3 separate regions of the Mus musculus genome follow, and all the other regions are linked to region 1. A link is a contact called in public Hi-C and HiChIP or PLAC-seq data. All regions are on one chromosome and are shown on one strand. Each heading gives the region's core, a stretch centred on a gene start, on an enhancer-like site or on the middle of the called end of the contact. The rest is flanking DNA. Distances are from core to core; before and after follow the strand shown.

Evidence for each region. A called contact is a pair of places that touch in the nucleus more often than the background predicts. HiChIP or PLAC-seq counts read pairs in DNA pulled down with a chosen protein or histone mark.
Region 2: a contact with region 1 is called in an H3K27ac HiChIP or PLAC-seq map of extraembryonic endoderm stem cells, with 6 times the contacts expected there. The contact joins the promoter of Map7d1 here to the promoter of Snip1 in region 1. A contact is called at or near these places in 2 of 39 promoter capture datasets (hippocampal neurons and pre-B cells) and 5 of 115 datasets of contacts at active chromatin or transcription factors (embryonic midbrain, extraembryonic endoderm stem cells, forebrain and 2 more).
Region 3: a contact with region 1 is called in a Hi-C map of B cells, with 7 read pairs. The contact joins the promoter of Thrap3 here to the promoter of Snip1 in region 1. A contact is called at or near these places in 3 of 39 promoter capture datasets (hippocampal neurons, liver and pre-B cells), 1 of 484 Hi-C or Micro-C datasets (B cells), 1 of 115 datasets of contacts at active chromatin or transcription factors (astrocytes) and 2 of 9 other capture datasets (adipose tissue and pancreatic islet).

What each region holds. Positions count from the first base shown.
Region 1 is chr4:125,065,245-125,068,206 of GRCm38.p6, forward strand. It overlaps Snip1 (Smad nuclear interacting protein 1), which reads left to right and starts at 1,428. Exons shown (of 4, transcript NM_175246.5): 1 at 1,428-1,708; 2 at 2,846-2,948. The coding sequence starts at 1,509. Dnali1 (dynein, axonemal, light intermediate polypeptide 1) reads right to left here and starts at 413. Exons shown (of 6, transcript NM_175223.4): 1 at 274-413. The coding sequence starts at 354.
Region 2 is chr4:126,254,934-126,257,895 of GRCm38.p6, forward strand. It overlaps Map7d1 (MAP7 domain containing 1), which reads right to left and starts at 1,386. Exons shown (of 18, transcript NM_001347198.1): 1 at 1,084-1,386. The coding sequence starts at 1,129.
Region 3 is chr4:126,201,252-126,204,213 of GRCm38.p6, forward strand. It overlaps Thrap3 (thyroid hormone receptor associated protein 3), which reads right to left and starts at 1,459. Exons shown (of 12, transcript NM_001356455.1): 1 at 1,319-1,459. It overlaps Gm25323 (a small nuclear RNA gene), which reads right to left and starts at 26; the gene lies at 1-26.

The sequences.
Region 1 (2,962 bases), core at 178-2,677:
CTAGACGAAGGTAAGTCACTACCAGACCTCTTCTTGGACTTGACTACCACAAACCCCATCTTTTCCATGTGACTTTTCTCATCTTAAATTTGTCCTCTAAGGTCATAGCTAGGCTTCTTGTTCTCTTCTCCCAACCTCCATCCCTGTCCCAATTCCCTTGGCTGTCAGCCCCAGCAATCTGTCCCCTGAAATTCCAGAGATCCTCAAAGCTGGGATGTCTTTTCCCCATGGGAGTTTGTAGGATCTCGCGTCCCCTGAGACGCCTGTTCATACCGTGGGGCTCCGTTTCTCTGTATTCCGGCTCACCAACACCGGGGTGTCATATTTGAGCAGAGAGTCTGCTGGGGGTATCATGGTGGCAGTAGGGGTAACAACTCCGTAGCGGCCCCTGTGGAGTCTTGTTTGCGATCACCATGGAAACCCCTCCTCTCCTTGCCCCATGGATGGGGCGGGGCCTCTGAGGAAGGCGGTGCCGGCCGCGTGCAAGTTTTGTTCTACTGTGCTTTCTCCGCAAGCACTAAGTTTCTTAGTAAAGAAGACTGGACCCCTAGCGTTAGGTCTGTTTCGGTTTATGATGAAATGGACAGACCACCTTTGATTAAAACGGAAGTCATCTAGTGACTCTATAGAGTATTTGGCGACGATTGGCATTTGGAAGCCAGAGGCTGGCAGATCTTTGTGGATTCCAGGACAGCCAAGGCTATATAGAGACACTATTTCAAGAAACAAAAAAGAGTTTCACATTGTTGAGTGTCTGTGTTTCGTAACTACTAATAACGCGCAAGGAACAGAGCTGGGTTAGCTTTCCCACAGGTTTTTTTCTTTTTTCAAAAAAAAAAAAAAAAAAAAAAAAAAAAAGCTGGGCGATGGTACCACACACCTTAATGACAGCATTTGGGAGTCAGAGGGAGGCAGAGTTCAAGGTCAGCCTGGTTATAGAGTGACTTCTAGAACAGCCAGGGTACACTGAAAACCTGACTATGACGGGGGGGGGGGGAGATTGTCATATATATTTTTTTGAGGTTCTGGGGACTAATCCAGGGCTTCGTACTCGCGAGGCAAACGCTCGCTCGGTAACTAAGCTACAATCTCAGCCTTCCCTCCCCTTTTAACTCTTGATTTCTATTTGGCGGTGCTGAGGATGAATTCAGAGCTTTGCGATCTATCCGAGCTACAACTTTTTCAGATTTTGAGACAGTTTCACTAAATTGCCCAGGTTGGCCTCGAAATTACTGCGATCCTCCTGCTTCAGCCTCCCGGGGGGTTGGCCCTGCCTTTTCAGTACTCCAGCCACACCTCCCAGCAGCGGGGACCCCGTGGCCACTCGCGCCGGCGTCCCCAGCGTCTGAGACTCAAACACCTGGGGCCCCGCCCATCAGGGGGGCCGACACCGTGAAGGCTTCTGGGATAGCGCGCTGCCCGGAAGCGGAAGTGCAAAGCTGTCCGTCACTTCCTACGGCTCAAGTGGCTCAACGGACCGTGCAAGTGACTCTCGGTCGGGCCGCAGGATGAAGGCGGGGAAAAGCGAGCGGGAGCGGAGCGGCCGGCGGCGACACCGGTCAGGCGACGCTCTGACGACCGTGGTGGTGAAACAGGAGCGTCTGAGCCCCGAACCCGTCGCGCACCGCCGGCCCGACGCTCCAGCCGCTAGCCTGTCCCCGCCCGCCGCCGAGCCTGGCCACTCGGGTCACCGCGGGAGCCGAGCCCGGTAAGCGAGCCGGTGATTGGGCGGAGGACGGGATGGCGCGGGGGCCGGTGGTGCGAGCGGCTCTGGAGTGCAGAGCACCTGTTGAGTTGAAATGAGATTTCCCCCGCCTGCCCGCGAGTGGATGGTGCGAGTGGCTTCTCCCCTCGTCTGCCTACAAAGACACGTTGGGTCTTGGCGACTTCTTCGCAGCACTCATTCGCCAATGCCTCCATGTGGCATCGATTTATTGAGTGCGTAGTGTGGGTTAAAGATCAATTGGAGGTACTGGGTCACAAGGCAAAGAAGAGAGATGCTTTTTCCTTGGCGAAGTTGGGCAGGCTCTAACTCGAAGAAGGAAAACAACAAATAGATAATTTCAGTCAGTATTAAAGACAGATCAAAACGGCAGTGTGGTAGCGAGAGGCTGGGTAGAAAAAAGAGAGGGCTTGTACAGAGGTGCTCCTTAACGGAGACCTGGCTGGTAGGATTGATCCATTCTCTTGAGTCAAGAGTCTTTTAGCAAAGACTCCAGGAAGGACCAACCCACTGTGGTCGGGCATGCTTGTAACCCAGCAGAGGGGATGCTGAGACAGGAGGTTTCTGAGTGTATACACACAAACACGGCGCGTGCACGATTATGACAGAAAAATATATACATAGAACCTGAGCTGGAATTCTGTTTGTTTTAGAAGTTGAACAACAGCAGCAACAAAAACAAAAACAAAACAGCCAGCATATCTGGAATTGAGAGATGGAGCAGCATTGTAGGCTGGTAGGAAGGATGTGGGATGGAGGACAGGGCAGGGCCCTGAGACCTGCCAAGGGATTGGTTTTGGTTGTTGGAGAAGGGAGTTGTGTTAGGGAAAAAACCAGGCTAGATTGGCTTCCTGGATAGTAGTGCCAGATAGTAGGATGGCGCATCCGGAGAAGAAAGGTTTCTGAGGCGTTGGGGTTGGAGAATAAGGTTGTCTAGGTGAGAAGGCTTAGCAGGCCATTGTGTATGTGGTTGGGAGAAGTGTTTATGGGAAGTGAAGGCCTGCTGTGGCTACTGATCTCACAGATGTGTTGTGTTTAGTAGGTGAGCCTGATCCTGGAAGCTAACTTACTTTCGGGAAGGAACTTTGAGGTAAAAAATCCTGTGTACCATTCTCTGTAAAGGTCCCCAGCCAAGAAGAAAAGCAAGTCCTCTGGGAGAAGAAGCAAGTCACCACGGACCAAGAGAAGCCAGAGTCCCCACTACCCCATGGTCAAAGTGAAGCAGGTGAGTGAGTGAGT
Region 2 (2,962 bases), core at 136-2,635, 1.2 Mb after region 1:
TTTCCCTCCCCTTCCAGGAAGAAAGAGTCCTCCCTCCAACACGGGGCCCAACCAGAATTCTGTCCCCACCCCCTCGTCAGCTGCTCCCAGATAGAATGGGGTTTGCAGAAGTCCAGAACACTGGTGGTTGGTGGGGTGAGGGGTGGAAAGGAGAGCTTTGGTGGTCTAGGGCATTGAGACTCTGTGTGTGTGTGTGTGTGTGTGTGTGTGTGTAAAGCATCCAAAAACCCTCAGTCTGAGGGAATGATGTGGCATGTAGGGAGTGCCATCCTTGAGCGGTCACCTCATTCTACAGAGTCCGGCCCAAAGAAGTGACGTGGTGCCGGCAGACCTCTGTCACTCCTGTCCCAAATCAGACTGGGTGGGCTCTGAAGTAGGCCTGGCTTTTGGGAAGGCGGCCCACTCCCCAGCTCCCACCCGCGCCCCAAACAATACCGCCTCCCCCTCCCCCTCGCCTTTATCCGGCGGGTTACTTGGCAGCCACCGCTAAAGACCTCCCCCTCGTCTCCCTCCCCTCCTGGTCGGCCCACAACAGCAACAGGCCCTTTGCGCGGCAGCTGGACGGATGGGGTGGGGGCGAGGTCTGGGCCAGGGCCTGGGCGTGGGGGTACGAGGGCCTAGCTTCGGTATGCATAGTTCCAGACCTGAGAATCTGGTACCCTAACACACATATTAAGACTAAGGTCACACGTGCCCGCGGAGGATGGAGAAGACAGTAGCTCCAGCTCAGTAAAAGAGGATCTTCAGAGTCTGGGGTGGATCTCGAAGGAGAGTGGGGGTGGGGACGAGAGGATAGCACCAGGCTGCGGCAGAAGGGTCACCCCATCGAATCCCTAGCCGGGTTCCCACGGATCCCGATGCCCCGTGCTTCCCGGCGCGGAGGTTGGGGGGAGGAGGCAGCTGTCAGAAGATGCGTCCGTGGCCCGGAGCCTCGGCAGCGGCCACAGCCTTTATTTTTAAACTTCTAAGTGGTCAGAGGGCGCGGGGGGGAGGGGTCCCCGCCCAGCCGCCAGCCTCATCCTCGGCCGCCCTGCGGCTACTCGGTCCCCCTCCGGGCTCGCTCTTGTGTGGCTCCCGGCTTACCTGCGGGTGCGCCCGGGCCGGGCTCCACACGCGGGCCACTCTCCATGGCTGCGGCGTCACTGGAGGTTTTGGGGGAGGGTCTCAGCCGCGACGGCGGCGACGGCCGGAGGCCAGGACCAGGGTCCCGCGGCGCATCCCGCCCGGCCCGCCCAGCGGGCAAAGACCCAGAGGCGGCGGCGTTCCGAGTGGGAGAGGTAGAGGCCGGTGGCTAACGAAGCTCTGAGTAGCCAGCTACCCGAGGTCGGTCCTCCGCGACCGCGATTCTGCTCCTTTGCCCCGCGCCGGCCCAGTCCTGGTCGCGGCCCAACCCTATTGTACCGCCCGGGCTGGGCCTGGCCTCTCCGAATGTACCAAGTGCGCGGGGGATGACCGCCCCCGCAGTGATGGAGTACGGAGCCACCACGGGCACAACCAGAGGGCTCCGACACCGCCCTGCGATGCAGCTCCCGGAACTTCACGATGCTCCTTCTGTGGTCGCCGCAGGGCGGACGCCGAGCTGGGGGCACGCTGCTGGCCACACTGACTCCCCCTGCGGCCGCGCGTTGGTACGTGCCGCGCGCCTGAAGACTATGTAGGGAGCTCTCGGGTGACTCACCGGCCGCTGGGACTAGGGGAGTGGGGTGCTGGGTTAGGATCCCCTATTCTCTCTCTGGATGCTGGAGGCTCTAGCGTGCAGTCTAAATTCTCTCCCAAGCCTGCCTCAGACAAAAATCTTTATTGGGGGGGGGGCGTTGCAACGCCTGAAGAACGGTCTCATGGAGACTCCTAAAAGGGCTATCCTTTCTCTTTTCTGGTGATGGCTGCGAAGGCGCTTTTCCTCTTGCACCCTAGGGTTGGTGTCTTCTCTGTTTCTCTGGGAGTAATTACAACCCTGTAAGGCGCTTTACTCAGGTCTCTAATCTGCTGGGGCCCTCCCTGATCCAAACTGGGTGGTCCTAGCCTAGAGCCTCCCCTACCTTCATCAGAAGACCCCCATCCCCCGCCCCCACATCTCTCCAGAAGGATTTTTCTTTCCTACGGCTCGTCGCGATAAAGAGTAGTAAGCCTCACTTCACCCTCCTCCCCGAAAATACTCGGGGCTCTGGAGTGGGCTCTCCTATCTCCTGTTTCAATGCCCGCCCGCTGAGGTGAGGGCTTCGAGCCAAGTCGGGCTTGGCTTCGGACAGGGTGCAGGGAGCTTGCTGGGAAGGTGGATCGATAGTAGAGGTACTGGTGCAGAGAGGACCAGACTGGAGGGAGGAAGGAGGGGCCGCTGGGCTCTGCCTATCCTAGCCCTGCTCTTTGTCCTGACCTGGAGGTCATTTCTCTAGTTGTCCACAGATTAGGGCCAGGGAGGCACTGTCTCCCTGTCTCTCCTTCCCCTTCCTAACCACTGGACCCTCCTTCCTTAGAGCACCTCCACAGAACAGTCATTCCAAGGGAGAGGGCAGGGAGTACGATTCAGGGAAAGGGAGAAGTTTCAGGCAACCTAGCAGCAGTTTCTATCCCAGTAGTAAGTAACTGGCGCTTTGAACCCTGGGGGGAGGGGGGAGGGAAGATTCGCCCGAGGTGGAGGCTGAGTGACTTTAGAAAAGGATGGTGCTAAAGGCCAGCAACGAGAGTGACACGTCTCCTGAAACTCTAAAGTTGATAAACAGCAGTAGTGATGTGGGGGTGCAGTGCAGCCCACAGTGGCTGCCTAGCGTGCACTAAGCCCTGGGCTCGGATTTCCAGCACTACATCAAGCAGGCGTGATGGCACAGGCGTGATGGCACAGGCCGGCAATCTCGGCACTTGGAAGGTGGAGGCTGGAGGATCAGACTTTCAAGACAGGCTTCAGGGGGAAAAACAGCTTGGTGGGTAAAGGTGCTTTCAGCCAAACCTGATGATCTGAGTTGGA
Region 3 (2,962 bases), core at 209-2,708, 1.1 Mb after region 1:
TTTTAGTATGTGTGCTGCCAAAGCAAGCTCGCTGCATTACTTTTTGATTCACTAAGTACTAATATTAATTCAAGATACACATCTGCAAATTAACTAAAAACTACAAAGACCAACTTTTCTCCACAAGTTTCAAGGCACCAGCCGTCTTTAACATTTATACAGAATAATATATACACCTAAGCTGTCTAAATAATAGGATTGACTACACACGGACAGTATTTCCACAAACAAAACTAGGAAAGATCTGAAAAAAGACAGTTGGATACATGCCTTTCGACTTAGGACCCACAATCGAAAACTCCCATACCCGGTAACAAGGGGTTAACCGTCAGTGAATTTCGTTGAATATTTACACTAAAGGTAGCCAGGGTTGTGCACTGCCATTTTAGAAAAAGAAAAAAAAAAACAAAAAAACTTAAGTACGTTAAAGTAAAAACTGAAATTTAAACGCAAAAGCTGATAAAGCCGTCTTTCTTGGCTCTGTCCTATAACGTCCTTGCCATATTGTTTCTATCCAATTAGCAAGCTCCTCGTTAACATAGGACTCTCACCGATGGCTTCCAACTTCTGGGCCACCAATGTTGCCGCCAACTACCGCCGCCACGCTCCACCCATTAAGAATCACAAGAGCAAAGAAAATAAGAGAAAAGTTGTTTAAGTGTGGGACACAACTGCTTCTCACCAGCAGGGCACACGCCAATCACCGAAGGAACGCAAGTCGGCCTCACTTGCAACCAAAGGAAGAAAGTGGGAACTATTTTTCCGATAGGAAATAAACTTGGAATAGGCCTCTTTTGGCCAAGAGAGGAAGAAAACAAAACAAAAGAACAAACAAGTTTAAAAAAAAAACAAACACAGAAGAAGTACTAACATTTAGTGTGCTAGCAGCCACATGGGCCCTAGAAGACAGAACCAGGCCAATGGAGACTGGTGGGGGAAGGGCGTGCAAGAGTTCCCGGAAAAAAAAAATTCAAATAACGAGGTTCGTAAAACAGGATTTGGGGGGCGGGGGGGAGATGGAGTTGGTGGAAGCCGTCGTTCCCGCACAGTGCACAGAAGTGTGCAAGCTGTTTCAGAGAGAAGGCGGCCGGAGCCCGGAGAACTAGGCCGGAGCGGAGGGAAGCGGAGAAGGGCGGGGAGGGGGAGGAGCCGATGGAGCAGGGCCCGCTCGGAGCAGGCCCGGGCCGAGCGTGGAGGAAGCCGCCGCACGCTAGGCCTAACCCTCGCCGGGGCCCAGCCGGCGCCCAGAAAAGAGGAAAACCCCAACACACAGAGATTAGCTGAGCTGTCCTCACTCCCATCAACTGCGTCCACTCACCTTGACCGGCCGGAGCGACTACAGCTGCAATCTCGCAACGGCACAACCGGCCCGAAGCTCGCCCCCGCCCGCTAGCGCGCCCCGCGTCCCCGCTCTCCGACGACGGCGGCTACCGCCTCGCTCCGCTACCTCCTGGGAAATGTAGTCCTAGGTTTCTCTCTCCTGACTCACCGGACGTCCTCTCGAACTCTATTTCCCACAAGGCAGAGCGAGCGTTGGGCCCGCCGCTTTGCGTCACGCGCCCGAAGATCGGCGGTCACGTGGGCGACTGCGTTGCGCCTCCGTTCCCCCCTCCCCCCGCTCCCGCCTGGGTGGCCTGAGGAAGAGGGAGGGAGGTGGACGGAAGGGGCCCGGGCGTTGCTGACGCCACTGCCCCCACCATTTTGGAGAGGCCTCTCCGGGGGACTGAGGGAGGGCCCGAGCCCCACCCACTCGTCTTCTGCTTACGTCCCCGGAAAGTCTCTAGTTTGGTGGCCATCAGGCCTCTTGGCATTCGTTCTGTGCCTTACCCTTCCCCTGCTTTCTGACCTTGAACAGATCGTTGTATAAAGTGAGGCTCATAATTTGTACCTCACAGAGTTGTTGGGAGGTCCCCGACAAAGGAAGGCACTTGATCACCCGGAACCCAGAAAACGCAACGCAAAATGGAGAAGAGTTGTTTTGATAGTGTGATCTCAGGGGACCCAGAAGTCCGTTGGATCTCGGTCTCTCCTACAGCCACCTCCTGTCCCATTTAATGGCAATAAGAGCCCAAAGAGGTTTTTAGTTTGGGGATTTTTTTCATGGGGAGCGGGGATTCTAGACAGGGTTCTCGGTATACTGAAATACTCTAGGTAGAGCAGGCTGGCCTCAAACTTGGCCCAGAGAAGTTTTTTAAGAACATGGGCCCAGGAAGTATATTAGTACCTGTGGAACCACAAATGTCCTGGAAAGTGAAACCCTGGGATTTGTGTTTTCTCCTTGGTTTTTGTTTTTTGTTTTTTTTTGTTTTTTGTTAACTTTAATTTTTAGAACAGAATCTCCCGTTGTATGCCAAGCTGTCCTGGAAATCACCGGGTAGCACAGGCCGTCCCCTAAACTCAAGGCAGCCTTTTCGTCTCAGCCTCATTCATGACTGCTGAGCTTACAGATGTTAAGTCACTACGAGGCTGTTTCTCACATGGTCACTAAGGTTTTTTAGAGCAGTTTGGTTTTCTCTGCACTTGCTTGCCTTAGTGAATCCTGCACATGTAAGCGTTCAAACGTCACCTTTTCTGTCATGCATTTACGAGCTACTGTACTGCTGTAGCTATTGAAACTGTTCCTGTTCAGATGGAAGGAAGGGTATCCAGGGATTCGGAAGGCCCAGGAACCGCTACGCTCTGAGAGGAAGCCTCTTCAGCAGAGGCATTGCAGCTCGGGAGCCTCAGCCCTGATCTTTCTTCTCTTCTTCTCTTCATGGCTTCTTTTCTTCTTAGCTTCTTCCAATGAGAAAGCCATACCAGGCAGCAAATCTCATAAAGCAGATTTATTGGGAGGGTTTGGGGTACAGAACAAAGACTCGAAGAGTAGTGGCTGTTTCTGCTCCTGGCAAGTGAACGAAGGACAGGGGTTATATATATAGGATTTATTCGGAGGCGGGGCTTTTCAGGGCATGCAGAGATT